7 separate regions of the Mus musculus genome follow, and regions 1, 2, 3, 4, 6 and 7 are each linked to region 5. Evidence: chromatin contacts called from public Micro-C and promoter capture Hi-C data. All regions are on one chromosome and are shown on one strand. The core of a region is the stretch at or near the end of the contact, and the rest is flanking DNA. Distances in the headings are between cores, read along the strand shown. Region 1 holds the start of Fscn2 (fascin actin-bundling protein 2). Region 2 holds the start of Tspan10 (tetraspanin 10). Region 3 holds the start of Mcrip1 (MAPK regulated corepressor interacting protein 1). Region 4 holds the start of Arl16 (ADP-ribosylation factor-like 16). Region 5 holds the start of Foxk2 (forkhead box K2). Region 6 holds the start of Arhgdia (Rho GDP dissociation inhibitor (GDI) alpha). Region 7 holds the start of Slc25a10 (solute carrier family 25 (mitochondrial carrier, dicarboxylate transporter), member 10).

What was found. Promoter capture Hi-C pulls out the DNA fragments that hold promoters and counts their contacts. A called contact is a pair of places that touch in the nucleus more often than the background predicts. Capture Hi-C pulls out chosen DNA fragments and counts their contacts.
Region 1: a promoter capture Hi-C map of pre-B cells shows a contact between it and region 5, with 4 times the contacts expected there. The contact joins the promoter of Fscn2 here to the promoter of Foxk2 in region 5. A contact is called at or near these places in 1 of 39 promoter capture datasets (pre-B cells) and 1 of 115 datasets of contacts at active chromatin or transcription factors (pancreatic cancer cells).
Region 2: a contact with region 5 is called in a promoter capture Hi-C map of liver, with 2.8 times the contacts expected there. The contact joins the promoter of Tspan10 here to the promoter of Foxk2 in region 5. A contact is called at or near these places in 2 of 39 promoter capture datasets (erythroid cells and liver) and 1 of 115 datasets of contacts at active chromatin or transcription factors (bone marrow-derived macrophages).
Region 3: a promoter capture Hi-C map of pre-B cells shows a contact between it and region 5, with 3 times the contacts expected there. The contact joins the promoter of Mcrip1 here to the promoter of Foxk2 in region 5. A contact is called at or near these places in 2 of 39 promoter capture datasets (fetal liver and pre-B cells).
Region 4: a contact with region 5 is called in a promoter capture Hi-C map of liver, with 2.5 times the contacts expected there. The contact joins the promoter of Arl16 here to the promoter of Foxk2 in region 5. A contact is called at or near these places in 1 of 115 datasets of contacts at active chromatin or transcription factors (bone marrow-derived macrophages) and 1 of 9 other capture datasets (liver).
Region 6: a promoter capture Hi-C map of pre-B cells shows a contact between it and region 5, with 4 times the contacts expected there. The contact joins the promoter of Arhgdia here to the promoter of Foxk2 in region 5. A contact is called at or near these places in 2 of 39 promoter capture datasets (erythroid cells and pre-B cells) and 1 of 115 datasets of contacts at active chromatin or transcription factors (microglia).
Region 7: a Micro-C map of embryonic stem cells shows a contact between it and region 5, with 6 times the contacts expected there. The contact joins the promoter of Slc25a10 here to the promoter of Foxk2 in region 5. A contact is called at or near these places in 2 of 39 promoter capture datasets (erythroid cells and hippocampal neurons), 1 of 484 Hi-C or Micro-C datasets (embryonic stem cells) and 1 of 115 datasets of contacts at active chromatin or transcription factors (large pre-B cells).

What each region holds. Positions count from the first base shown.
Region 1 is chr11:120,360,004-120,363,439 of GRCm38.p6, reverse strand. Fscn2 (fascin actin-bundling protein 2) reads right to left here and starts at 1,906. Exons shown (of 5, transcript NM_172802.4): 1 at 906-1,906. The coding sequence starts at 1,731.
Region 2 is chr11:120,440,762-120,443,984 of GRCm38.p6, reverse strand. Tspan10 (tetraspanin 10) reads right to left here and starts at 1,354. Exons shown (of 3, transcript NM_145363.2): 1 at 1,168-1,354. The coding sequence starts at 1,206.
Region 3 is chr11:120,548,443-120,551,448 of GRCm38.p6, reverse strand. It overlaps Mcrip1 (MAPK regulated corepressor interacting protein 1), which reads left to right and starts at 1,722. Exons shown (of 5, transcript NM_001033231.4): 1 at 1,722-1,792. Ppp1r27 (protein phosphatase 1, regulatory subunit 27) reads left to right here and starts at 317. Exons shown (of 3, transcript NM_026814.3): 1 at 317-585; 2 at 687-837; 3 at 1,120-1,474. The coding sequence starts at 396. The coding sequence ends at 1,243.
Region 4 is chr11:120,466,096-120,469,147 of GRCm38.p6, reverse strand. Arl16 (ADP-ribosylation factor-like 16) reads left to right here and starts at 1,548. Exons shown (of 5, transcript NM_197995.2): 1 at 1,548-1,785; 2 at 1,908-1,966; 3 at 2,381-2,494; 4 at 3,049-3,052. The coding sequence starts at 1,725. It overlaps Hgs (HGF-regulated tyrosine kinase substrate), which reads right to left and starts at 1,513. Exons shown (of 22, transcript NM_008244.3): 1 at 1,385-1,513; 2 at 55-139. The coding sequence starts at 1,421.
Region 5 is chr11:121,258,048-121,261,442 of GRCm38.p6, reverse strand. Foxk2 (forkhead box K2) reads right to left here and starts at 1,456. Exons shown (of 9, transcript NM_001080932.3): 1 at 921-1,456. The coding sequence starts at 1,312.
Region 6 is chr11:120,579,797-120,583,187 of GRCm38.p6, reverse strand. Arhgdia (Rho GDP dissociation inhibitor (GDI) alpha) reads left to right here and starts at 1,564. Exons shown (of 6, transcript NM_133796.8): 1 at 1,564-1,666; 2 at 2,795-3,006; 3 at 3,138-3,221. The coding sequence starts at 2,817.
Region 7 is chr11:120,490,244-120,493,306 of GRCm38.p6, reverse strand. It overlaps Slc25a10 (solute carrier family 25 (mitochondrial carrier, dicarboxylate transporter), member 10), which reads right to left and starts at 1,470. Exons shown (of 11, transcript NM_013770.2): 1 at 1,231-1,470. The coding sequence starts at 1,320.

The DNA.
Region 1 (3,436 bases), core at 657-3,156, 900 kb after region 5:
TCTTCTGGGCAGCCTAGCCTCCCAAGTGGGTATCCCTGGCCATCTGGATAGGACATAAGATGCCCAAGGACACTGGACATCTATGTGCTACTATAGCAGTGGGCAGGGTCACGACAGGCACATGGGAGATGCCCTTTTTCTGGCAAGTGCTGGTGTAAGGGGGTCGAAGAGAGTAAGGAGGAACCTTTCCTGTCTCGCCTCTCCATTTGAGTGAGCTCAGAGCACTCAGGCCAAGGTATATCTGGGCACCCTGGGGTGCATGAGCACAGAGCCCAAGATGGAAGCAACTGTTCCTTCTGGCCTGGGCCAGACTCTTGGCTTCTTTATAGAGCAGTAGGAACACTGTGTTTACCTCAGACTGCTCAGGTGTCACACAAGTGACCAGTGGCCAGGAAACGACGAAAACCAAGACACACCCCACGGGTAGACATGGCACCCTCCCCTTAGAAACACAGGACCTAAGTAAGGTTGGGTTAGCCATGTCTAACACTGAGGATAACAGTAAAGTCTCATTCTTGGGCGGGGGGGTCCCACAAGGTTCCCAATGGTCAAGCACTTTGCCCTGCCCTTGTCCCTCATCTCCCCCAAAGATGAGAAAGTGGGTGGTATGAGAGCAAAGGTGTATCAGTCCCCAGCCTGCTTCCCACCCTCCTATTGCCCCCAGATTCTGCCTCGCTACGCTGCTACACCTCTCCAATCTTCGAGGCAGCTGCAGTCTAGCAGGCACCACATTTGGCTGATACTCTCCAGATGTCTGGAGAGTGACGAGGACTCCTGAAGCCAGCAGCCCCACTTACACTGTGTGTAGAGACACCCATCTCCAGTAAATAGCGCCCTCCACCCCAGCATGTGGCAGGTCTCTGCATACGTGCACACACTACACAATATCAGCTGCCCTACCCTACCTTGCCTCACAGAGATGTAGCGCCGGTTGGCAGCTACCAGCACCACCTGTGGGTGACTTTGCTCCAGGTCGAAGAGTTCATCCTTGCTGGGCCTCGTGTTGCGACCAGCCTTGAGTGTGCCAGCAGGCCCCACAGGTGCCAGGTACCGGCCGTCACAGTCCTTGAAGGCCAGCTTGCCTGCCTTGAACTCCAGCGTGTAGCAGGCATGGGCTTCAGGTTCCCAGACAAGGCGGCCATCGCTGCGAAGGTAGCGGCTGTCATAAGACTTGAGGCAGTACCGCCTGCTCTGGAAAATGAGGGTGACTAGTGCGTCCACACCCCATGGCATGTCACCGTCTGCTGCCATCTCATCTTCCTGAAGGCACAGGTGCACGTAGCGCCGACGGCTCACACTCAGCAAATGAGCCTGTGGGTGGATGGCCAGGTGCACAGTCCACAGCTCTGCCGGGGAAATGGCCGTGGCAAAGCAGGACAGTCGGTCCTCAATGCCACCGAAGAAGCGGCCGTGTGGCTCTGACTGCAGCACCCAGCGCCCATCAGGCTGCGGCAAGACCAGGAAGCGGCAGTCACGGCCCGGCTGATCCATCTCACAGGCCACACGTCCATCTTCTTCTGCTGACAGGTAGCGGCCTAGGTGACTGCTTCGGAACAGCACGGCAGTGCCCTGCCCCGGGTCAGGCTCCAGGACCCAGATCTGCTTCCTCTTGAGGCTGGCTGCGGAGGCGTTGACCTTGAAGCCAAAGCTCTCTGCAGTCAGGTAGCGGTCGGCATCGTTAACAAGGCCAAACTGGATCTTCAGCACCTGGTGCAGACCGTTGGTTGGCATCTTTGAGGCTAGCCACGTTGCTTCAGGGGCCTGGGAAGGAACTCTCTCTAAGTGTTCTGTTCAGGGGGCCTGTAGCCCCCCCTGAGGCCCAGATCTGTTTATCTGACCCTTGGCTCCCAAGCCTAGCCAGCGACATGGACGCTACCTGCTCCAATGCTGCCTCCCTCTGTCTTGTGGCCTCGGCCACCCAGGCAGATCTTACATGGCCAGCGGGCAGCCGAGGGCGGGTGAGAGGGGCGGATCAGAAGTGCACCGGCTTAGAAGCAGTAGCCAACTTGCCTTAGCCCCAGCTTGGATTTCAGTGGCTCCTGGATGCACCAAGTCCAGAGTCAATGTCCAGCAGGACAAAAGCGAGGCTGACCACCTCCTTGTCCTCACCCATGGCTGCCTGGGTCCTATGCCCTATAAACTGTAGATTCCACGGTTCTTAGTCTCTCTTCTTACTGCCAATTGCTTCAGGGCTTCCCAGTCCCCACCTGAGACCCTGCTTCCAGCCCAGCTCTTTTCCAAGGTAGAAAAGGCAGCCCAGTGGAAAACTCACAGCAGACTGGCAACCTGATCGCAGCCCTCCACCCTCAGTGGCCCGCCAGATCCTCTTCAGGATCCAGTTACTGCATCTCTGATTCCTGCTGCCAGGAGCAATACGGCCCCCTGTAGCATGCAGCAGCAGCCTGTCCTATCCCCCTGGCCACACAGTTCCTATCCTTGTGTGTGGCCCTGAGCTTGACACTGTCCTGTGTCTGCCCCTGAGTCATGGGCTGGGGAGGCGGCAGGGAGGACCTAAGTGGCACACATAAGCTGGGACACCTTGACCCTCAGCAGGGATGACAATGCTGAGACAGATACCCTGGTGTGCCTCGTCCACTTGGTTTGGAAAGAGCAGCCTCATATGGTATGCTAGGCAACCATGTGATGCTCACATCCAGGACTACATGTGCAGGGACACACCTGTGTAGCAGGGTATGCCAGGGATCCTATGTTCCCTGCTGACTCTCGCTCAGGGCATGATGCTCTTCCCTTCTGTGCAGGGAGCTCAGGGTGGTCTAGCTTCAACTGCCTTTGACGGAATTGGAGACCTGATTACTGCTGCCCAGATCACAGGGTTATGGGCTTGGCCTGTGGCTTTTACAGACTTGAATATAGGGGGGCTGTGTGGGGCACAGTCTTCCCCGTGCTTCTAAAAGCACTCCCATAAAATCCAAGAGGGAGCTGGGTGGTGCAGCTTAGGAGATGCTGGAAGCTGGCCGCACCTGACCCCTGACCTCTTATCCCTGGGACCACTGGCTGTACCCTGTCCATCCTGAGTCTGACAGGCATCGTAGGGAGCGTCAGTAGTCCTGCTCAGTTCTTACCCTGCACCTGCCTCAGGGGACCAGAGCCAAGCAGGAAACCAGAGCTGTCCATCCTGGGCCTGAGCCAGAACTGGCGTCTTCTTCCTCATAACTGTGTGACCACGCGGGAGGGCCTTCCTGAGGGACAGTAACAGGAGGATGTGGAATGCTTCCAGCTGTGACCCCAGTCATCCTTTCCTCATTCCGCGCCTGTCAGCCCTCAAGTGGCCATGGCCAAACCGACACAGAGGTCTATATTAAGGGAGGATGCAGAGGGTGAGGTAGGTTGATCAAAGCCTCTGAAGACCCTGAGGAAGTAAGAGGAACCGTGCCCAATAGAGGGCTCAGGGTAGGATCCGTGACAGATTGTCTCG
Region 2 (3,223 bases), core at 105-2,604, 820 kb after region 5:
AGGAAGTTTATGGAAGGAAGTAAAGATTTGAAGAATCAGTAACTTGGGGCCTGGGGACTTGTAATCTAAAAGGGCAGTGAGGGTCCTAGTTCACTGCTTTCCAGGGTCGATGTGTGAGGCCAATCTCCATTAGGACAGTATAATGACAGCTCCCTGAAAGGTCCCTGGTAAACACTGGGCAGAGCAGCAGTTACAAGATGGACCCACTCCCTTTCTTCTATACCCTTGTGAAAGATGGACCAGCGTGGTCTTGCCCAGGGTCAGGATTTCTATTCCTCCAACACAGCAGAATCATGGCAGGTGGGTCTGCTTCCCTAGTCTTGGAATGGTCTCTGTGGTGGAATCAGTCTATAGTGCCCCACCAGCAGTGACTTTGTGCAGTCACAAGAGGGACTTTCCCACCCAAGCCATAAGTGCAGGCTGCCTGGGATAGAGAAGCTGATCCCGTGACTACCCTTCTACCCTTCTGCGTGAAACGAACCTTGTTTTCTTTGTATCATCTCGGGCCCACCGACTGATCCTAGGTCAAGTGTGGACACTATGCTGAACCTAGTGTAGAGGATGCAGGGAGAGATTGCCTAGGTACTGCCTGCCTGGCTTCCTGGGCAGGGAGAGAGGCAGCCAATAGGCAGGAATTTAGAGGAGGCAAGGAGGCAGACCTGAGAGAGACCCTCTAAAGGGAGATGGGGTAACCTTGTTTTTCGAATGACAGTGTGACTTAGGCATGACTACAGCCAGGTATCTAGGCAAGGGTCTCATTTCATCCCCGTCCCACAGGAAGAAGCTTGTCCAGGTGTGTGGATTGCTCTTTCACCCTAAATTTGGAGCAGAATATGTGAAGGTTATTTGTCAGCCGGAGTCTGTCAGAGTAAAAGGACAACCTGCCAGAGCCAGCTGGCAGCATTAAGACTGCCTGAGGCCACAGAGTCCACAATCAGCCTCAAAGGACATTTGCCCTTACCTGATCCTGAATCAATACTTCTTTCAGGCCTATAGGGGGCACCTTAAAGGCTAGCACCCAAGTGTACCCATGGGTCAAGCACACAGCTAGACTGGGGGGTGGGGCCAGGAGTCAGGTAGACTGCAACCTGGTCCAGGGGCTTCCCAGAGGACCTTAGATCCAAGAAACATCTTCAACCTGAGCTAGGCCATTAAGTGTCGGCTCACCTGAGACAGCAAGGGGCTGCATTCTTCTTCCTTCATCATCCACACAATTGGAGAAAACCACGGAGAGCAGTGGCCAGGGTCTCTCTGAACAGGTTACAGTCCTAAAATAACGGTGTCCCGGTGTCCCTTGGCTTCTCTGTGAACTGTATAAGCCAGAGCTGGAGAGCTGCAAGCTCCTCCTCCAGTGCGATCACAGTGGTATCATGTGAGGAGTCACATTTTAGGGCTTACAGCAGGGGCCTGCTTCTATAGTCACATCTGGTCTTTCTAGCCTGTAATTCTTGGCCTTGGCTCCAGAGATATCCCTAATGTCTGCACAGTCATGATTTTGTTAAGGTGGCCCTGATGCTGGACCCATGGCCATCACTATTGAGTCCCATTTTGGTCTTGGCCTGTAGGCTCAGCTGGTCTCCTATCAGCACCCCTAAAAGATCAGTTCTGTGCAAACTGGTTCACAATAGCAGCCCCAGGAGCCCCACAGGCAGTACAAAAGCCAATTATCCTTATAGTTTATGGAGAGCAAGAACAACTCAGTATTCACGTTCCAGATGTCCCTTCCCTCCAAGCTTGTTGGAAGCAGGATTTTGCTGTGATCACTGTCCAGTCTAAAGGACTTGAGCAACTCGCTGTGGAGACAGAAAGCATGTCCCTAGGCTGTCAACACTGGGCCCTACCACCTAACTCTGTCTCCCTGCTTCTGACTGGTGTGTGTGTGTGTATGTGTGTGTGTGTGTGTATGTATGTGTGATGTAGATGTGTTAGTGTCATTATAGGCCCACAGGACCTTGAGACATCAGGAAGCCCTTCTGTAGACATGTTTAGGGCAAGGTTCTGCTGTACATGGAAAATGCCCCTCCTGTTTGGACCCCAGTTCCCCTGAGTTTTAACTTTTGATAGACATCTCAGGCTCAGCCTCCACTTTTAGCTTTATCTACCATTTTTTCTGACTTATAACTTTATATGCCAGACAATCGAATGGCCTAGCACTTGTGCATCCCGGCCTTTGTCATAACCCCATCTCCACTGCACTCACTGTTGCCTGGAGCCCTCCAGTGTCTTCCAGCAGCAGCAGCAGCAGCAGCAGCAGCAGCAGCAACACCCCATTTTTTTTCTTCCCCTGACCAAGCCAGCTCATTCAGTCAGCAGGGTCTCAAGTGAGGGAGTGAGGATTGAAAAGAAAAAAAAACAGTTAGAGAAAATGATACCCTGACTCCAGCCTGTGCTGAGGCTGGAACAGCTTCATGTCGCTCCAGCCTGCTTGTATAGCATCCTAGGTGCATCCAAAAAACATGGTCAGCTCTTAGATCAAAGACAAAGTAATCAAGTGAAGTAGCAAACAAGGAGGTCACACAAGGTAATAATTAAGAAGCCAGGCAGTGGTGGGGCACGCCTTTAGTCCCAGCACTTGGGAGGCAGAGGCAGGCAGATTTCTAAGTTCAAGGCCAGCCTGGTCTACAGAGTGGGTTCCAGGACAGCCACAGAGACAGGGCTACACAGAGAAACCCTGTCTCAAATAAAAAATAAAAAAAGATAGTCACTAAGTAAAGTAGTAAGCAAAGAGATCACACAAGGCAGTAATTCATCAAAGCAGTACACAAAGCCCCGTGGTCTCTGTTTCTAATATTCTTACCTCAGCCTACTTCCTTGTCCAAGCCCAGTGACAGATGCCAAATTCCTAGAAGCAGTACCCAAAGCTCTCAACATCCTCCCCACCCACAGTGTTGAGGATGAAATCTAGGACCTCACAGAGTTATAGCCCTACTGTGGTGTGTGCGTGCAATTTTTGCAAAAAGGCTCTACATTCTTTCTTTTGTTTGTTTGGGTTTCAAGGCAGTGGTTCTCTGTGTAGTCCTTGCTAAACCAGGCTGGCCTCGAACTTAGTTCCTCCTGTCTTTGCCTCCCAAATGCTAAGATTAAAGACATGCACCACCACTACCTGGCTAAAGTCACATTTTATTCAATTCCTCTTGTATGAAATATTCAGGCTGGGCATGTTAGCATATACCTGGGCCAGGGCGGCAAAAGCACCAGGACCCTGATGGCCCTGGCGGCCAGT
Region 3 (3,006 bases), core at 473-2,972, 710 kb after region 5:
CCTTTAAGCTTAGACCCTCTTGATGCCCTTGAGCTCACATCCACAGCTTTCTTCATGGACTCTCTCCTAGTCCTTCTGTCCTCTATAAGGCACCTTCTAGGTCCAGCTGCGGAGAGGGAGTAGTAGCCAGGAAGGATCTGACCCCTTTGGCCGGACATAGTGACAGGTGTGCTGAAAGATGAGCCACTAAACATGATCCTGTGCTCAGGGAGCGCGGAGCAGCTCAGTTTCAGCCCCTCGCGTCTGCAAGCATGACTGCGTGGCTTTATATAGCCTCGCAAGCCCTTTATAAGCTGGAATCGAGGTTCTGTCGAGCAGGAGAGCTTACACAGATCTGGTCTGGTAGGGACACTTTCTCACTCATACCCACAGAGATAGCCCACCTCAATCCCAGGATGCCCAGCCGAACGGTCCGCTATGCTCGCTACAGCCCCCGACAGCGGAGGCGGCGGATGTTGGCCGATCGGAGCGTGCGCTTCCCTAACGATGTTCTCTTCTTGGACCACATTCGACAAGGCGACCTGGAGCAGGTGGGACGCTTTATCCGGGCTCGGAAAGTCTCCCTAGACACTATCCATCCCTCAGGTGAGTAGATAACTGAGAGTCTGGCCTTCTGTCCATAAGGAGGCAGGGGAGATCCTCTTCTGAGGGTTACAGCTTTGACCCTGTGTTCCCACCCTGCCCAGGACTGGCTGCTCTGCATGAAGCTGTGCTCTCTGGAAACCTAGAGTGTGTGAAGTTGCTAGTCAAATACGGGGCTGACATTCACCAGCGGGATGAGACAGGCTGGACACCACTGCACATCGCTTGCAGTGATGGGTACCCTGACATAGCCAGGTGAGACTATGGAATGTGGTTCAGAGGTTTCATCCTAATCTCTCCAGGTGGACCCCCCCAAAATATGGCTCTGAGGATGTAGGCATCAACTCAGGGATTCTGGCAGTTTCTACCCGATTGCAACATTAGAGCAAGCCGGAAAATCTGGCCACAGCTTCCAAGGGGTCAGGTTTCTTCCTCCTCACTCTGCCTGGAAAAAACAAACAGGTGACCCCAATATTCTAGCCTTTTGGCCCCGGAGTGGGCTGAGTAGGCTTTAACCACCTGCCCTTCACACCTCAGGTATCTCATCTCTTTGGGGGCAGACAGAGATGCAGCCAATGATGATGGCGATCTGCCCTCCGACCTTATTGACCCGGACTTCAAAGACTTGGTGGAACTCTTCAAAGGAACCAGCATGGACTGAGCCAGGAGAGCCCTTTGGGGCTTGCGCCTCCTTGGAGAAGTGGCAAGCACCTTGCCCCAAGGACTAGAGTGCCCACTGGATGTGCAGTGAGGCAGCCAGGCTGGTTAGGACTTGTGGGGAACGACCCTCTTGCCCCTATACCCATTTCTCTGGCCTGGCTTTTTCTCCAGGTTTGTTTGTTTTTTAATGGTGATACTTTTTACTTTTTCAATAAACATAATTCCCAAGCTGTGATGATGACTTGATTAGCGCAGTCCAGTACAAAACCATCGCCAGGTACGCGGGGGCTCGCTGGCAGCGCAGGGCCGGGGAAATGCGTGTCCGGGGCCGGTGCGCCGATGTTCTTGTTCAGAGATGCCCGGCAACCCCTCCCTTCCCCCGACACCCACCCGTGTTTCCGGGACGACCTCGCGCGCCTCCGACCTCGCCGCACTCCGTTCGCCAGCGATCACGTGGCCCGCGCCGTTTGCGCCTGCGCGCCGCGTCACTTCCGGCCGGCCCACTGGAAGCGGCGGCGGCGGCGGCAGCGGCGGCGGCGAGGAGGGCGAGGTGAGGAAGGCGCGGCGCGGAGGCACGGCGGGGCGGGGCGCTGCAGGCTCCGTGGGACCTTGGCCGCCCCGCCCCGCCCCGCCCTGGTGTCGCTGGGTCGCCTGGCCTGAGCGGGGAGAGACAAGGCCGGTGTCTCCACGGAGTGCGGACGTGGCGGCCGCCCCCCCACCTCCCCGGGAACCGACGCCCGCGGTCCCGGGGCAGCCTCTGAGGGCGCTCCCTGCTTTTGAGCTGCGCAGGCCAGCCTCCCCAAACCGCGCCGGTGTCCTTGCCGGCTACCTGCCCTGCCCACATCCCAGTTGTCCTGATGCAGTGGCTCTGCGCAAGCCCGGGGCCTGTCTGTGGGCAAGCTGGACATGCTGGTGGCCGGAAGTATCGTACCCTGTTGACAAAAGCAGCCCAGATCCTGGGGTGGTCGTCCGAGATAAAATGGTCTTCCCTCTGGACGCCATGTTTCAAACACAGGGCAGGCTCAAGCAAAGGCCCCCAGTGAGTTGAGATCAGCTGGTGGATTTCTGGGGAGTGTCCAGGACGTTTAGACAGCGATGTGACAGGAGTGCAACGAGAGCCAGGTCCTTCAGGAGAAGGAGTCTGGGTTTGGGTCCATTTAGGGAATATCTAATAGTTTGCTAGTCCCGGGAAAGAATAGGATACACGTTCTAGGTCTGATGACCTGCCACTGTCATCTGGAAGCAGGCCCGAGCTGTCACAGCACTGTGGCTCCTGCTTGGCTGGTCAGTCGCTATAAGCCTCACAATTTGAAGCAGGGAGTGGTGGCACACACCTGTCATGCCAACTCTTTGTGTGGTGGAATCAGAAGGATCAGAAATGTAAGACTAGCCAGGGCTACATGAGACCTTTTTTCTAAAAGGGGTGGGAAGAGGAAAGAAGGAAACAACAACATTTGGATAGTAGACGTTTCAGAAGAACAGAGTGACCAGCCATTGCACCATTGATTGTAGTGAGGGACCACTCGCATTGTCACTGTGGTGGGTAGCAAAGTGTGACCATTTAGCATCATGTGCCTGGCATATTGGATGTATTTAGAAGAGTTGATGTGGTCCTGGATCTGTCCCCCTACCCTGCCTTCCAAAGCCCTGGGTCCTATAGAAGTGGAGAGTTCTATAGAGAATAAACCCATTCCGGATCTCTCCCAGTAGAGGGGCTGTGAGCAGACCCACACGGGTGTCACTGGGAAGCAGCATTTCAGAGAG
Region 4 (3,052 bases), core at 299-2,798, 790 kb after region 5:
AAAAACTCATGTTGCCCATTTAATCTTAGAAGAGGGGTGGTTCTCTTCACTTACTGTGTGTCCCCCTGACGGATCAGGTCGCAGATCTGTAGAATGGACTCCCAGTCTGTCTCCAACAGAAGCTGGCTGGTGGCTTTGTCTAAAGGGAAGAGATGCCCATTCAAAGGGTCCATTGAGCTATGTTTCCGAGCCGGCCCGTCAAAAGTCAAGAACATCCCTCATTTTATACAGCCAAAACCAAACTGAAAATCCTCTTGAAGTACACTGACAACCATGGAAATGGCATCCTCCCATGCAAGAAGCAAATAATGTGGAAATGATACTTAGTCCCTATCAGCTGTCAGCTCAAGCTCGGCTTCACTCAGTTCCCACAGACCCTCTGGAGAGAGGTACTACTTGCATCTGCTTTAAAGATAAAGGAGGTAGAGAATGCCCTTTGTCACAGCTTGCTGGGCACTTTAAAATGGCATACCCTGCTGCTTCTCAACAGAGTCCCATCATTTAGAAGTTTTGTCCTTTACCTCTTAGCTGGGTAATGTAATGGGTCCCTTAGCAAGCTCTAGAAGATGAGGGATGATTTCTCCATGTCAAGTGGTACCCCCAGCCAACACCTCTTCACACTCGGATCACCCCTCCCTTACGAAAGTGAGCTATCCCAAGATACACCACCCTTGTTACTCATTCAACAAGTTAGTGGATTCATACCTGACGTGCTGAACCTCCCAGGATATGAGACTAAGGTAAACATCTCATCATCTAAGATTCCCCTTTGAAAACCTTAGCTCAAAAAGGAGCAAGTGAGCAGCCTAGGATGGGGCCTGCTCCTGAACACATTTATTGAGGGAATGGTGCATGCATGTCAAACTCATTTTTCCCTCCTAAAATTTACACTGTCCAGGAACCTCAGATAGTGATATCAACAAGCACCTTCAAAAATGAGAAATACATGTCTTCTCAAACCCCCAGGCACTACCAGAGCGCAAGAGGCTGAGGTCCTAGGAAGCATTCCCCAAGGGGCTCGAAAGGTTTAAGGAAGGCAGTATCGGTTCCACCCTGCGAAAAGGTATCGGGGTCTGAGACCCGCATGAAGCTAAGATCTGAGTCATGACTTCATGACTCAGGACTTTGGCCCAATCGGTTCAGGACCGTCGGACCCGGAGGAAGAGAGGTCCGTCACGGACCCCCAAAGAGCATTCGTCACTGGAACCCCAGGACTCAGTGTACAGCCCGGGCGGCCACACCCGAGGCCCGGGAACCGTGCAGTGCTCCCCGGAGGCCGACGGCCGGTCTAGGTGGCCGGCCCGCTCTCCTGAGACCTACGGAGGCAGCATCTGGCCGGTGCGCGCGAGGGAGCTGACTTGGAGCTGACGGGCGGACGCGTTACCTAGGAGACGCTCGAAGGTGCCGCTGCCTCGCCCCATGGCGACCCCACTCCGGACCGACGCTGCAGTCGCTCCCTCTTTCGGAGCTGACGCGCCCCCCAACTTCCGCTTCCGCCTTTCTTTTTCTGCTCGCGCACGCGCAACGCCTCCGCGCCGCCCCGAGTCCTGCTCCATGGCGAGACTTGCGCTTACACACTGACTCTGAGCGTCCATTGGACCGCTCAGTCCATTGGGACTAACCAATGAGCAGCCTGGACGAGCGGTCTATCCAATGAAAGCTAAGCGGAGGCGGGCCTCATTGCGTGGTAGCTCGGAGGTACAAGCGCGTTATCCGAGGAAGGGATGTGTCTCCTGCTTGGAGCTGCTGGGGTCGGGAAGACCCTGCTGGTGAAACGCCTTCAGAATATCCTTCCGCGCCGAGTGGGCAGGCAGGGAGTCCCAGGCAGGGTGGGGAGGGAGCACACCGGGGTCGCTCATCACGGGAACTCCTCCCTCTGCCACGCCATGGCCCTTGACCGCCGGGACAGCTGAGCTCCGGAGATGGCAAAGGCGACCTGGGAGAGCCCCCACCGACGCGGCCCACGGTAGGTGTCGGCCTCTCTCAGGTCATGCATGCCCTTTGAGGCTTGCAAAGGTCCTCAGACCTCTTCTAATGGAAGCCGCGGTGCCTGTGGTCAGTAGGTTGGGTACTGTCTGCGGCAGAGGAACTCCCATCACTAGACTTCTGAGTGTGGAGAACCCGAAGCCCGTCTTCCGGTGGGCACCTTTCTCTCCCATCCCTAGAAATTCATTCCCTCGTCACTCTCAAGGCCCATCTCTATGGTTGACGTTGGCCTGGAGCCCCCAGAGAGCTGCATTTCTTGGTGGCGAGAGCAGAGGGCTTGAGCAGTTGTCACTGGCTGTGGATGCTTAGCTCCCTCATGGCGGTGCTGCCATCCAGAAGCTCACCACAGCACACCGCTTGCGCTGGTCTCAGTGCATCGTGGTTTTTTCCATAGGTGGGCACCAACCTTACAGACATTGTGGCCCACAGGAAGATCACCATCCGAGAGCTCGGGGGATGCATGAGCCCCATCTGGTCCAGTTACTATGGAAACTGCCATTCGCTCTTGGTGAGTTAATACTTCAAGCTTCTTTGGAGGTCAGTTTTGTCTGACTCCCTGAACCATCAAGTATTGGCCCTGCTTTTCATGGGATCGGGTTTGGGGGTCTTTGATGACTGTGCATTGGTCTGATTTCCTGAGCAGGGCTCAGATTCTAGGAGGCTTGTTGAAGGCACAGCATGTTCTATGCCTTGATACCTGAATACGACCAACACTTTACATCCCTCTTGTTGGTCCTATCTGTAGAAGGAAGGGGCATCAAATTCTGGGATGAAGAGCTGATGGCCACAGTAGACTTAATTTTACTTAAAGACACCAGTGACAGTCATCCTCGTACAACTCCCCCTTGGCTATTTCCAAAACCTGTTGTTTAAAAGCCAATCTGGGGCTGGATATGTAGCTCAGGAGAGTGCTTGCCCTAGCTACACTTGAAGCCCTAGGTTCAAACTCCTGCATCATAAATTTAAATCCACTTAAAAAGTTGTCTGTGTGCTTTTGTGAAATGACCAGACAGGGCTCTGGTCAGGACTATCTTCTGTAGCATGTTTTCCTTTTCTCCCTAGTTCA
Region 5 (3,395 bases), core at 207-2,706:
CTCAGCCTCTAGGGTGCTGGGATTACAGGTTGAATACACTCCACCTGGCTAAAAATGCTTTTTAAAGATTACTTGGTTGAAATTAGTATCCAGTTTTCCCAGATTTCTAAGGTTCTGGACAGACAGGCTTCTAATCCTTCATGTTTGGGAGTTTTCAGTTTTTAGGCTACAAAAACACTGGGGAAAGAGAATTGTTAGGCTTAAGACGCTACCTCCAAAATATCTTGCTACTGAAACGTGAATTTAAAAAAAAAAAAAAAAAAAAAAAAAAGGTACCAGGTATCTACCCTTCATTTTAGATAGTTCTCCACCACACACATCTTAGCATCTCCCTTGGGTGCCTCCTCCCTGATGGTTAGGCACAGAGCACCCATAAAACTTCCACCCACCAACGCTGGTGATGATGGCAGGGAGGGCTGAGGGTTGATGGCAGAAATGATGGTCTGTGTTCTGAGAGTCCCATGTCAGACTGGACAAAGGGCCGTGGGTTAGAATACCAGTGCAGGGGACCTGGCAGTAGGAGGGCAGACAGGAGTGGGCCAGCATGTTAAATACTCCGGGTGGAGCGCTGGGGGGCTGTGATCCCAGTGATGGTCGTGGGCATTAAACTAGGGTAGGTCAGAATCAGTCAGGTCTTGGTTATGGGCAGTGAATGGGTCCTGGTGGTGAGTCTAGCCTTCCTTGCTCCCGGATAGCGGATCAGGATCCCTCCCTGATGGGGACCAGGTCTTGTCCAGGGTCTGACCCTGCTCATGGGTAGCTGACGTGGGTCTTCTGCGTCCTGCCTGATGATGGGCAGTGGGTCTGAGTGCGGGTCCCGCCCCTCCCCGGGGGTGGCTGCTGTGGGTCAGGGTCCCTCCCTGCTCTTGGGTAGCCACCGTGGGTCAGGTCCAGGACACTGCCCCCCTCCCGCCACTCACACGCGCGGCAGCTGCAGCGGCGGCGCCCCCCGCCGCTGGAACACCCCGTCCACGAACACGCCGTTCTTGCCGAGACAGCGCAGGTAGAAGTCGCCGCCCGCGTCCGGCCGGGGCTGCGCGGGTTCCGGGGCGGCCGCGCTATGGCCGCCGCCCGGGGGCGTGAAGATCTCCAGGTGGCGCCGCGAGATGAAGCTCGAGTGGCCCATGCTCACATCTACCGAGCCCTGCGATGAGTTGCGGCCGATGGTCACCGACCGCTTCTTCATGAGGTACTCGAACTCGCGGCCTTCGAGCCGCGCCACGGCCCAGCCGCCCGGCGGGGATCCGCCGCCCCCGGCCCCGCCGCCCGCGGGAGGGGCGCCCGCGCCCGAGAGCGCCGCCGCGGCCGCCATCGCCTGCGAGGCCTGGCCGATCCGCGCGGGCGCCCTAGCGGGCCGAGGCCCGGGCGCGGTCGTGGGCCGCGCGAGCCGAGCACGGTCGCGGAGACCGCCGGCCGGCGAGGAGAGCTGCGAGGGCGGGAGCTCGCACGGCCGCGCGCCGGCCCTACGACGGACGGGCACGCCGACCAATGGGCGCGGCGCACGCAGTGGGGCTACCGAGGCCGGCCAATGGGGAGCCGCGCCGCCGAGCGCCCGCACGTCCGGCGTCGTCGCGCGACGCAGGTTGGCCGCGGCGGCGCGGAAAACCCGGGGCGGAGTGAGGAGTTGGCGTGGGGCCGCGCGCGTTCGCGGACTGAGCGGGGGTCCAAGGTCACGACGGGCGCGAGTGCGCCCCGGGAGCCGCTGGCCCCTCTCACACTCCGCCCTAGGTTGCGTAGAGTCAGGCGCGCTGCTCGGGAACCTGCCGCATCGACCCGTATGTCACAGGGATGTGACAGAAATTACCCCAGTATGCATAGAGTTCTGCACTCAGTAATTCATACCAAGGACTGCAAATCTGAGCTTTATTCCAATCTGTGTATGTGTGATAGAGAGATCCCATCTCTCCCATTAAAAAAGAAACCACAACGCGGGCCCGTGGGAGGAGCAGAGCTATGCAGATCGAGCAGGCTGTGAGGGGCTCCAGAAGCCGGTGCCAACATAGAGGTGAAGCTGAGACCCCTAGTTTCTTCCCCAGGAACGAAGGGCAGTGGATGCACCTGCTTTAGCTCTGGTAAGAGAGGCACGTGGTCATAAAGAACGTCACACCAATATGGTGGCCCCTGGGTGCAGGCGATGGGACGCAGTGTTCTCTCACTGATGCACAAAAGGAGTTCATTCAGGTCAGGGAGAGTGGAAAGGTTGAGAGTCTGGACTTAAGCTGCATAGGATAAAGTGGACATTCTAGCCAAGAGCTTCTAAACAGAGGCCCCAGACTAGAGGCATGGGAACATTTTGCGTTCTAATTCATTCTATGTCTAAACTTGCAATACATTTAATGGGAAACAGTCTTTATAACATTTACATATCTTATTTGACATATGTGTCTGTAATTACGGGATAAATTCCTAAGGGTTCAAAATGCTTTGTACTATAAATATGGCAAAGAGCCATTTCATTAAATATTAATTTGAGGCATTGTAGGTGATGTACAGAAAACTATGGAAATGATAACTAGGTGAGTATCTAGACAAACACAGTTCAAGGACAAAGGGTGTCAAGAACAAGAAATGCCCTCCCATTACTGTTGACACCGTTGTGTTGTCCTGCGCACTGCCTAGGGCAGGTTTGAGGCTCTGCCATGTGACTCTAGCATCTATCTATAACATGGCTAGATCTAACTTTTTACACCTAGCTATCCAGGTATGTAAAGTAAGCATACAAATCCAACACTTATGTTGCTTTGTTTGGCTTTTGTGGCTGGTTTTGGTGTTTTCTGTGGGGAGGGAAAGACGATCAGTCATATATAACCCTGGCTGGCCTGGAGCTTACTATATAGGCCAAGATCACCTCGAACTCATAGAGAGCCACCCACCTCTGCCTCCCAAGGGATGGGAGTAGAGGAATGAGCCACCATATCTGGCCAAACCAAACACTTATAAAGATATTTATTTTAAAGCACTTCTTCAATGTACATGTAAACTTAAGCATTTATTACAGATGAGAACGCCGCTGTATTCTAATAGGATATATGTGCTTATCTGTTCCTGTGTATGTATCCCACTGTGGGCCATGCAGCACCAGGGACTGATGTCAGGATGTCCTCTTCAAGGACAGGGTCTTTCAATGAACCTGGAGTTCTCGGTTTTGGCAAGGCCAGCTGCCTAATGAGCCCTCGGGACCCATTTGCCCATACTCCCACATATGCCCCATTCCCGCCCAGCAGAATATTTGATCCTGCAGGATATAGAGCATCTCTGATGTTTTTCAGAGTTGATCCATATGTTTTATTAGTTGGTTTGTTTGAGATAGGGTCTCACGATGTATTCCTGAATGGCCTGGAACTCACCATGTAGACCACCAGGCTGGCCTGGAACTCAAGAGTTACCTTCCTATG
Region 6 (3,391 bases), core at 315-2,814, 680 kb after region 5:
CTCAAAAACAAAAATATATATATATATATAAAATAAATCAGGGAAATGCTGACTGGACTTTTAATGATCTTTGTGATTTTTTTCAAATGTGAATCACTGTATGTATGTAGCTAGACCGTATAAAAAATCTTTGGGCATGGGCAGGCTAAAAAGATGGCTCAGCAGTTCATAGAGCACTGGCTCCTCTTTGAGAGAGATCTTGGGTTTGATTCCCAGTACAGTACAGAACCCACTACTGTTCTAACTCCAGTTCCAGAGGATGCAATGCCCTCTTCTGACCTTTATGGGTACTGCACACAAGTGGTTCAGAGACTACTTCAAAATATTGATATGCATAAACATAAAAACGCAGCTTTGGAAGATTTGTACTTTGAGCGTCAAACCAGGGAATTGTGGGTGGCACAGAGCTCAATAAACCAGGCTCATCCAGTTGGAGGACCATGAGCCTCCTGAAAAGCCAGCTTGACACACTTCGTTGGGCACACCTGTGTGTAGGTGGAAGGCCAGCCAAATTCATCATACAGTAAGAGTGGGGATAGTCACGTGGCTTTTTGTTTTAGAATAGTTCTGCATAGAAGAGCAGCTACCTGGATGTAGGGTAATGATATTGCAAATCCATCTTCCTTAGAGATAAAAATAAATGAGCTTGAAAGAACACTTGGTTTGCTTCAGATTGATGTATAGCCAGAGGGTATGCGTGCTTGTGTAAAATAACTGGGCCACAACTGAAGATGGAGAGTGGAGGCCATTGGATTCCTCATCTTTTAAGTTTGATGACTCTCCGGAGCCAACAGCTGTTTCCTGGATACCACAGGGGCAGGTGTGGCCAACAGAGCAGGCCAGAAGCGATGGCTTTTGTGGGATTAAGCTATAGAAGTCCCCGTAGTGCCCCTTAAATTCCTGCCTCCCCTCAGTCTGAGGCTACACTCAGAAGAAGCCAACATGGAGTGCCCTCACGGAGTAGCAGGAACTGAGACTCCTCAGGAGGAACTGGAGTGGCTGGCACAAGCACACGACCGGGAACCCCCCCAGCCAGGCCCTCCACTAAGGAGGCTCCATCCTCAGCGTCGTGAAACACGCCTGGCGGTGATGGTGCACGCCTTCAATCTCAGCATCCTGGAGGCAGAGGCGGGCGCGTCTCAGGGATGAGGTTCAAGATAGGCAGGCAGCCCGTTCCAAGGAAAACCGCTCCTCACAGCAAAACCATACAACTTCTAACATACGGGGGCTCGGGGGGCACGCAGTCCCCAGAGCAATGCGCCAGGCAGCACAGCTACAGGGCACTGCGGTCGGTGAGGACTGTGGTTCTGTTGACTCTGAGGACAATGGGACAAGGGCCAGGCACGGCAATCAGGGAACCCTGGGAGCCACAGAATGGCCGCGCGACGCTGCTCTGGAAGAGCCGGCTCTCGTGTCCCACAAACCCTCGCACCCGGCATTCGGCAGAAGGCGCGAGGGCGCCGGCCCACGCGGGACGCGCCCACGAGGCCCGCAGCAAAATGGCGACGGCGCCGACCCGCGCCCCCTGGCGGCGCATGCGCAAGGCGACCCCGCCCGCGAGAGCGGAAGTCTTGTGACCCCGGAAGTGACCGTCCGAGCGGCGGGCGGCGGACGACGTTCGTCATTTGGTGCGGGAGGGAGCGCGAGAGCGGCGGTCGAGCCTCCGGTGAGTGGGCGCGTGGCGCAGCGCGGTGCAGTGCGGGAGGGGAGTGGGTTGGCTTTGTGCGGCGTCGCGGGCGACTGCGGCGCTCGCGGGCGGGGCGCGGTCACCCGGGCGGGCGGGCGGGGCGGGCCAGGGCGGCAGCGCAGGTCCTGCCGGAGGGGCCGCGGCCCCCCGGGCCTGCGCGCCTGCTACCAGGGGACCCCCTTCCTCGGCCTCGCGGGCGGGGTCCGGCGCGGGGCCTGGCCCGGGGCTCCCGCCGCGCGGCCCCGCCCCGCTCGGATTGCGGGCTCTACGGAAGTGCGGGCCGCGCCCTGATGCTGTCGCCGGCGGCCACGCTTGGCGTCGGGTGGGGTTGTCTGTAGCCTCCGGGTTTCGGACCGCCGCTTTATGTGTTTCCTTGGCGGACACCTCTCAGAGGGACAACGGCCGGGCTCTTCCCGGGACCGCTGCGCATTGCCTGTAGGCATCACAGTGGGTTTCCGAGAGACGTTTGGGAATCTGCGGAACTGAAAGGCATCTAGGCGCTTCCGTCCTGGTTGGTTCCTCACCGCCACTAAAGGTTTAGGGTCAGGGCCCAGAAACAGGCTCCTGAGATTTATTTGCAAGCGGTGCACTAGCTCCCAAGTTGCATACGCAGACCCTCACTAGAGAGGACAGACCTGCGTATTTAGGATCCCCTTTGGGCTCTTGGGATTTAAGCGGTCATCACATAGTTGAGCTTAGGACAGTATTCCATTGGAAGGGACGAACAAACAGACCCTTGTCCTGCACGTGGCTAACATACAGAGCATCTCCCTGTCGGAGAACTTACCTCCATGACCCAACCCAGTAAGATGAGAGCCTGGGCAGCTAGGGACAGCAACAGGACCCCAGGGATTTAGTGTTGCGTCTGCCAGTTCAGTTCGGTCTGGAGGCTTATTCTTAGTGGGGAGGAAAGGTGTTTTGCTTCTCTGAGGAACAGGCTGTGGTCCCATTTCGTTGCTTGGGGTTCTAGTCCTCTCAAATGGGCCTCTGCGTAGGGCAGTGGCAGCATCCTCTCAAAGTTCCAGTCAGGTGTCCTGCAGGTGTCAGGGTCTGCCTAGGGTGGAATGCCTCCAGGCTGTCACAGTCCTGCTCATGCCCCGCCCACAGGTGTCCCAAGCTAGAGGTAAGCATGGCAGAACAGGAACCCACTGCTGAGCAGCTTGCGCAGATAGCTGCAGAGAATGAGGAAGATGAGCACTCTGTGAACTACAAGCCTCCAGCCCAGAAGAGCATCCAGGAGATCCAGGAACTGGACAAGGACGATGAAAGCCTCCGAAAGTACAAGGAGGCCCTGCTGGGCCGAGTAGCTGTCTCTGCAGGTAGGTGGCTTGGAGGAAGGATGTCATCTAAACCTGTGCCCAGTCTCTTTCCAGACCACTCTTCCAAGGAGTGAGTTTAAAAAGAAAAATCTTAAGGGATGGGACTCTGACTCTTAACTCTCACTCTGCAGACCCCAACGTCCCCAATGTCATTGTGACTCGACTGACCTTGGTATGCAGCACTGCCCCAGGCCCTCTGGAACTGGACCTGACAGGTGAGTGGGTATTAGAATCCCTGGGTGGGGCCAGCTGGCATCTTGCCTCTACCCCTAAAAATAATTTTCTGCACTGATGCCCTCTGGTGGAGAAGAGGGGAAGTGCAGCTAGGGGCTTGCCGAAGCTCTGCTTTGTGTCAGGGAAGGGGCTGGGGAGAGTGAATGTAGCA
Region 7 (3,063 bases), core at 221-2,720, 770 kb after region 5:
AGATTTCAGTCCCCAGTGTACCCAATGGCCAGCATTCTTAGTTAGAAAAGCTATCTGGGAGAAACAATGCATGCCTGAAATCCCTGCACATGGAAGGTCCAATGCCAGCCTTAGCTGCGTAACATGTTCAAGGTAAGTCTGGGGCTACAAATAAATAACAAAGAAAGGAAAGCTATTGACAGAGATCACCCTAGAAGCTTGAAGTAGTAGAAACTGCCTGAGGCTGGATTGCCAGCTCAGACCTCAGGGGCCAATCCAATGTGGGGGACGGGGGAGGTGGCAGCCAGTGTGAATGCTCAGTCCACAGGCTGAAGTAGCAGCCAGAGCTCCTTGGGCAGAGTGGGTGAGTTCTTTGTTCTCTGTAGTAAGACAGAATCAGGAAAAAATTCCCCGAGAATGCCCCTGGGGAACAGGAAGACAGCTGTCTCAGTTTGTCCTATAAGCATTTATTTTTAAAGAAACACACACACACACACACACACACACACACACACAAAACCCTACAAAACCACGTGTCCTATTTGCTTCTTGCTGTGAGACGATCTTATTGGTTAGACCCTATGAACGCAGGGTCTCCTTCCTAGCTCACTTAGGACGGTGCTGATCCCAATATAGCAACGAAACAAGCGGAAGCAGATGACCGAGGTCACATCACCACCTAGTCCATTGCCTTCATTTCCACCCCCCAGTCCTCACAGTAGGTGGTGCTAAGCGCCCAGCAGTGGGAGTGCTCTTGTGCGCAGAGACCAGGCTGGTCTTTGGATCTCAATACCTGTGCACACGCACAACTTTAACCAGAGTTGTCGAGTGTTTGTGGCAAAGGAATGGCTCAGAGTGGCAGAGTTTACTTAAGTATAGCGCAGAGCTGAAGCTGCGCAGTCATCTGTTAGGACTGTGGTTGCGGAGGGATTAGCAGGTAAGCTGAGGAGCAGGAGGTCCTGTCTGAGGCATAGCTGTCTGTCACCTGCGGACGCCAGCTGCAGAGGGTCCCCGGGGATTTTCCACCGCTGCCTACCGGGAAGTAAGTGTATTGGCGCCCGCAGCCGGAGGCCAGCAGCGCAGAGCGGGGCAGCCCGCGGCTCAGGCCGGCGTGGGCGTCACCGGCGGTAATTACCGGGTGCGCAGTCAAGCGGCGGCCGCAGCAGGCGCCTTGTAGGCGCCAGGCCCCGGATGGTCCCCGGCGCCTAGGGCTCACCCGCCCGCTCGGCCTTGAAGCTCAGGCTCACTCACCTTGAGCAGGTCCAGCGGGTGCGTGCAGCAAGCGGCTCCGCAGGAAGCCAGCCCCCCAAAGTACCAGCGAGATGCGCGTGCCTCGGCCATGGCCAGAGCAGCAGCGACCTGGCCCGACCCCGGTGAGCACAACTCCGGTCCCAGCTGCTCAACGCCCGGTTCAAAGTGCTACCGAGCGCCCGCGCCCGGTACAGCCAATGCGCCCGCGCAGCCCCGGGGGCGGGGCCTATGGACTCCGCCCGCCACCGGACTCCAGCCTTGGGAGACTCCGCCTCTGGTCTTAAAGAGGCCGCAACGAGGAGCAATGAGAGGCGATCCACTGGAGCCAACTGTGAAACTGAGCTAACCCATGACCACCCCCACTCTCCAGATCATGGCTTTGGTCTCAGTTCCGAAGGCGCTCTGCCATTCTCAACTCATCAGGAGGTTGGTTTCCTACCAGCACCCTCTAGCCCTAGTCTGAACTTATGCCCTGGTGCTAACTTCGTGTGTTACCCAGGAGAAGGACACGTGTTGCAGCAGTGGACCTCTGTCCCCTATCCCCCTCGAGAGCCCAGCCCCCGCCCAGATGTAGGGGGGGATGGAAACCGTCTTGAGGCCAGCTTGCAAATTAAATAGAAATCAGGGACAAAAGGCTCTTAGTAAAGGGTAGCAGTGCTCCTCCCCCATGCCTACACCCAGCGAGTCCCTGCCAAGTGCAACTCAGCCCAAGCCTTGCTGTGGACACAGCCCTAGGCAGCCACCATGGAGAGGGTTCTGGGCTGTGAATTCTTCATGGTTACTGGCTCAGGCTCCTAGGAGGCAGCTCCAATCTGCCTGGTCTCAGAAGCCCATCTCTACCTACTGAACACGGGCAAAGAAATCCACATGTGCTCCCAGTTTGAGGGTGCACCTGCTAGCCAAGGTGATTTCTGAATCCCAAGGCTGCTTTAAGTCTGGCATTGTGAATGAAAAAGACACGTGTCCTGCAGAAAACTAACGTACACCTGGCCAACTGCTCCAGGCACCGCTCCCGCTGAACATTCAATAGGAGTATCCTATCCAGTCCTGCCAACCAGTGCCCAACTTTGTAGCAGCGAGGGAAGTAGAGAGCATGATGTCGTCTAGAACTCTAGGTGGCCTCCCATGCCAAGATACTTATTGTCATAGTACCAAGGTTGCACAATGCAAGATCTGGCATCTTGCTTGGGGGTGTGCCATCTTGGCATTTCCCCCATGCCCAAGAGCACCCTACACTGGAAGCCTATAACAAGGGGGTGAGGGGCACTTCCCACACTGGATCCATTCCTTTCCTACAGCAGGTACAGACAACATGCAACCTCACGTCTAGGAAGGTCTCTAGGTGGCAGCATCTGATATCTTAGCTGGGCTACTGTGGGGTAGGGAACCGAACAGCTGGCTGCTTGGTTGGTGAGACCAGGAGCACCACTTGGTCTTGCCCATATAGACTAGCCCTACCCAGAAACCATCAAGTACTAGACATACACTGCCAGGCACAGCAGAGGTCATATGCTAAAGGAAGCATGGTTGGTGTTCAGCAAGAGGATACTGCTTTTGTATATAAAACACTGGAGGGACCTTCAAAGTTACATCTAAGAACCATGAGCTACAGAGCCAATGGTTAGGGTATAGAAGTAGGCCTGACTGTCACACAGCAAGGAAACAAAGCTATGCCCAGTTCTGTCTTGTCTCATTTGGTCCAAATCTAATAGGAAGTCTAACCATGTTAACAGAATGGAGGTGACCAGGCTACAGATGTAGACTTATGTAGTCTATCCTTCTCTGAGAGAGCTGGAAACCATTACTGGCCAGAAGACCTCACGTCCATGAAAG